Linked DNA regions of Danio rerio: region 2 is linked to region 1. The links are chromatin contacts, called in public Micro-C maps. All regions are on one chromosome and are shown on one strand. The core of a region is the stretch at or near the end of the contact, and the rest is flanking DNA. Distances in the headings are between cores, read along the strand shown. Region 1 holds the start of hmox2a (heme oxygenase 2a). Region 2 holds the start of si:dkey-246e1.3.

Region 1 (2,700 bases), core at 164-2,663:
GCTCTTCTCTGCTTGACAAATAAAGAAAATAAGAAAAAACACACACAACAGGACATTCTAAAACACTTAACGTGAAATAAAAGCTTAACGTGGTTTAATGCACCAAAACTTCAACCAGAGAAACCCAAATTTCTGTCAAACTGTACTTGTAATTAACCCCAACTACTGTAAAAAGGAGGAGTATCAATTCCATAGATAAAGTAAAAAACATAACGTTAAGCGTTTTCTCTGATTAACACTACTAGCAAAAGAACGAGCCCCGTTTCCACAGCTAAAGTGAACAATATTGTGTCAAGCGTTTTTCCCTAGGCTGTTGTGGGGATGTCAATGACATGCAAAAGCACATTCTTTTGACAGCAAGTGTTAATCTATCATAAATAAAATTTGATGAACAGCCTTTTTAACATTTAGTTTCCCTCAGTTGTTGTAAAGTTACGCCTTTCCTTATTATGGACTTGAATGGGGGAGAAAACGCTTATTGTGATATTGTTCACTTTATCTATGGAATTAAGGCCCGCTCTTTCATTAATAGTTAAGGTAATCACAAGTAAAGTTTGACAGATATTTATGCTTGTCTGGTCTGGGTTAAAAGTACGTTAAGCCACCTCGAGCTTTTTTCTTACAATGGACCTTGGAGAATGCTTAAAGTGATAATGTTCACTTGATACACTAAAATAAAAGTTTGTTCTTTTCACAGCAGTAAGTGTTTATGAGTGTATTTTTATAGAAAGTTGATCATCTCTGGATGTTACGTTAAACCACATTAAGCTCTTATAATGGACTTAAATGGGGGATAAAATTATTAATGTGACATTGTTCATTTCATCTACAGAATCAGAGCTTGATCCTTTGATAGTAGTTAGTGTAGTGTTGTGGTGTGCCCCACTGAGGTACATTAAGCCATGTTAAGCGTTTTCCTTTTATTATAATGGACTTATAATGGGGAGAAACGTATAACGTGATAAGTTTCACTTAATAAAATTGAGCTCATTTTATTGACATTAAAATAAGTGTTTGTCACTTGTTTGTGTGTGAAAATTTATAGAAATATGGTTTCCCCCGCTTGCTGTTAAGCTACATTAAGTAACGTTAAGCTGAAGTAAAGTGTTTTCGAATGTCCCCACACAACAACTGCAACAATTCAATAACGACAGCTCTTGTTTTCATTGCGTAACTCACATCCATTGTGTCATGAGCGCACATAAACAACAAACACTCCCGTGACATTGACTTGTGTAATAAAGTCGTACATTTAAAAACCGTAATGACATTTAATACAGTGATATAGATGCAGGCAATGCCTGTCAGGTTGTTTTTTTACCGATGGAAAGCAGAATCGTTTATATTACCTGATTTCGCAGTGTTTAAGGTAAAGCAACCCGTTGCAGTTCACATCACGTTGTATAATGTTTACCCAACCAGACCACCAGACTCTAAACAGGAAGTAGAATGACGCGTACTGTGACTGTCTCAAACGTAGTCAGCGCTAAAACATTAAATCTATATAAAAATTTTGTGATTTTTTTGTATCATTTATATTATGTTTATATTGTGTATTCCTGGGTTTGTTTGTTTGTTTTATTATTTTTTTCCCTAGTTGAATTAATTAATTTAATATATATTTAATTATGTATATGTTAATCTTTCTGAATGTAATTTATATGCTTGGCATTTAGGCAACTGTTAATAAATAAAGATTAATGAATAATAATAATAATAATAATAATAATAATAATAATAAATGATAAATAAAATTCTTCACTGCTTCTCCATTGATGATTTAAACGTCGCTACACAAAATTAATGTGTGAAAAATAGCGAGGTATTGTTTAATTTATAATCTTTTTGCAGATAAAGCAGATATACATACTCTGAATAGTTGTAAATATCTGAAAAAATGCTCTAAATTACTTTATTTGAAGTATATAAAAAAGTTACCTATATGAATAAAATCTTTTTAGATGGATGAAAATTTGATAACATCAATTAATTATAGGCTAATAATAAAAACTATTTAAAAACGATCAATGATATTATATATGATATTACATAATATAAATGCATAATATATGCTGACATCAACTTTTTTAAGATTTCAGTTGGTTTATAGACAGATGCAATTTACACTATCACCAGTAGAGGTCAGTCAAATCTATATAATCTCGAAACACGTAGCGGACAATAAGAACAAGAAGGACCTCTGCTTTTGTACAGTTTTTCATCACTAAGCCTACATATAAATATGGACGACACAACTAACTTTATATAAAAACTGGATTGTCGTTGACGTTTTATTTAGACGTTTTATTTAGATTTCAAATGGTCTGAAGACAGGAGCGATTTCCACTATCACCAGTAGAGGTCAGTATAATCTAGATAATCTCGAATCACGTAGCGGACGATAAAAAAGGCCTTTAAAAACACCTGTTTATTGATTTTCATTCAGCCTACAATTAAATACCGCCAGCACACCGAACTTTATATAAAAACTGGAACATTAGACTAAACCGATAGCTTATTTTGATTTGGGAGAGGATAGAAAGCGCCAAAAAAGTGCTGTACAGATCAGTGGCTTTAGCATATTGAAGATTTCAGGCCATGACGGTGAGTTTTACTCTAAGTATCAGCACTAACGTTAACATTTTCTTCTGAAAACATTTGTTTTTTATAAGTTGTGAGCAGGGTGCAAATTACGCGATC
Region 2 (2,700 bases), core at 152-2,651, 230 kb after region 1:
CTATACTATGTTATAATTGTTATGTAGCCTAAAACGTTGTTTTTAAAGTTTGCTCCTTAGAATGGTTTGACGGCCTGACTTGATCGCCAACACTGACATCTAGCGGTTGGTTTCTGTAATACATTAAATAAAATGTACAAAGTCAAACTGATGACAGACAAATAACTTTATCAGTTTACTGGTAAAAGTCCCTAATTAGTTATATTTTGTGCAAGCAGACCTTCGAAAATATGTTTTCTGCCATTTTCCAAGTAGTTTCCATGATAAGTCTAAAAACCATTTTAGGTTGCCAGTAGGCTACATTTAGCATGAGTTATAGTCAGAGAACATTGAATAGAAGTTATTCATTCATTCATTCATTCATTCATTTTCTAGTCAGCTTAGTCCCTTTATTAAGGGTCGCCACAGCGGAATGAACCGCCAAATTATCCAGCAAGTTTTTACGCAGCAAATGCCCTTCCAGCCACAACCCATCTCTGGGAAACATCCACACACATACTGTACTCATACACCACGGACAATTGAGCCTACCCAATTCTCCTGTACTGCATGTCTTTGGACTGTGGGGGAAACCAGAGCACCCGGAGGAAACCCACGCGCCAAGGCTCGAACCAGCGACCCAACGACCTTCTTGCTGTGAGGCGACAGCACTACCTACTGTACCACTGCTTCGCCCTGAATAGAGGTTATATTTATATTATTATAAGCGGCGGACATTAGATTGGTTCATAGTATGTCATCATACTAAGACACTGATAATTATGACCCATTTGAGCCGGGATTTAGCTATTCCCAGTGTCTTAAAAATACAAATGTGTTGCCAAGTTGATGTTTACATCTGAAGGCTCTTCAAAAATCTGCTCATCCTATAAATAGAAAGAACACTGGGGTCGTCTAATAATAGAAAAAATAACTATTTCAGAAAAGAACTTTGAAGGCTGTTCAAAAATAATATCTAACATAATTGTAAACAATGTGGGATATATGTGAGCATCAGGGGATTATTTCCAAGCATTCTCATGTAGAGAGCCAGAGATAATTGCGTAATATTGTTTTTAAAGTCCCAGATGAAATGAAGCATGAACACTAATGAACACAGACTTTGTGTTTTTCCAATCAGACTGCAACAGGCTTCGCAAAAAGAGATGCAACGAGTTTATTTTGCACAAATACTTACACCAAGTTTCCAAGTGAATCTTGTTTTCTGGATTCTTTGACACAAAAACGTTTCACTGTTTTGGTTGTGAATGTGGCCTGGATCTTTAAAGACCCCAAACTGTCAGCTGAATGAAGTTAGGGGGCCACCGGGGTGGTGAGGTAGCACATTTACCATGGAAACAAGTCCATTTGAGTCACATGGGCTCATACTAATGAGTATTCTGGCTGTCTCTTACTAGTCTGAGCAGTTTGTTGCTCACTTTTGGCCTATGGTATTGACAACATGAGTCTAACGGGGATCACTCCATCTCCTAACGGGACGGCATCATTCGAGACAGACAACACAGAAACACAAGCTACTCTCTATGGTGAGAAAAAGTGCCATTTTGATTTATCATTTACTTTACATTAAGGTGTTTGTGCTGTCTGTTTAAATTAATATTGTATGTGGATTAAATAAAATAAAATAATAGCGATTATAAATGTGCTCTTGCACTATTTATGCACAATTTCATCCATAAATCACAGGATTCTCACTTTCTTCACACAGAAGTAAAGATGTTCAACATCACCCTGTCTGCAGTAGCTCTGTTCATCCTGGCTGTGGCAGGAATTATCAGTTGTTTCTCATACCTGAGACACAGGAGGTGAGTGAAAAAAAAATCAGAAGTATTTAGGCATTATAACGTATGGATAATACTGTATCAATGCATTGTAGAAAAAAAAAATATTTTCCAAGATGTGAACTTCCGTTTTAATTAAAAGTGTTTATATGGTATGAAGTAAAGTCAGAAAAACCTAACAGACTTTTAAAATGTGTTTCGTTCAGAAGAAATATTTAATATTGTGCTTTCCAAAAAAACTTTGCATTCATTTTGCAAAAGTATTTTTGTTCCTTCTAGAAAGTTTTTGTTCCTATCTCAAAAGCACTGCATTCTTAAAAGAAACTTTGCATTTACTTGAAAAAAATATATATATTTCCTCAAAAAAAAAAAAAAAAATGCATTTCACCCAGAATGTTTAACCATTTTGCTTCCAACTCGGATTTTTGCTTTTGTTTATTTCTTCCTAGCAAGAGGTGTTTCCTTTAGAAAGTAACAAAACATTGTAATCCCCAAATAAATTGTGTGTACCCTGCATGGGGAAAGTTTGCAGTCTCTCCCAAAAGTACTGTTTCCAGAACAAGGTTTGCTAGCTAGTATTTTATTGCATTCTTCAATTAAATTAGTTTTCCCTTTAGAAAAATTGCTCTGTTCTCAAATGTATTGTGTTCCCAAGAAACTCAGAATATGCCTATAAATCTTTTGTATTTACCCCCAAAAATGTTCCCTTAACAAAAATACTGCTTTCTCTCAAGAAAGTTTGCATTCTTTCCTTAAATGCATTACATTAACCAGGGTTTTTGCTTCATTCATATTATTTAAATATTTACATTTCCCCAAGAATTGTATTCTCTCACAAATGTATTAGACTCATTCTTAACACCTACTTTTTGGATCTCAAATTAGCCGGCAACTATAGCTCTCTGCAACTCTCACATGG

Evidence for each region. A called contact is a pair of places that touch in the nucleus more often than the background predicts.
Region 2: a contact with region 1 is called in a Micro-C map of caudal fin, with 16 times the contacts expected there. The contact joins the promoter of si:dkey-246e1.3 here to the promoter of hmox2a in region 1. A contact is called at or near these places in 8 of 18 Hi-C or Micro-C datasets (caudal fin, embryo, hematopoietic stem cells and 1 more) and 1 of 4 datasets of contacts at active chromatin or transcription factors (caudal fin).

Annotation. Positions count from the first base shown.
Region 1 is chr22:27,579,108-27,581,807 of GRCz12tu, forward strand. It overlaps hmox2a (heme oxygenase 2a), which reads right to left and starts at 1,414. Exons shown (of 6, transcript NM_001103139.1): 1 at 1,350-1,414; 2 at 1-8. It overlaps LOC141380293 (a long non-coding RNA gene), which reads left to right and starts at 2,365. Exons shown (of 7, transcript XR_012398075.1): 1 at 2,365-2,604.
Region 2 is chr22:27,810,019-27,812,718 of GRCz12tu, forward strand. si:dkey-246e1.3 reads left to right here and starts at 1,402. Exons shown (of 3, transcript XM_701337.9): 1 at 1,402-1,526; 2 at 1,709-1,805. The coding sequence starts at 1,442. LOC141380292 (rho-associated protein kinase 1-like) reads right to left here and starts at 18. Exons shown (of 3, transcript XM_073937750.1): 1 at 1-18.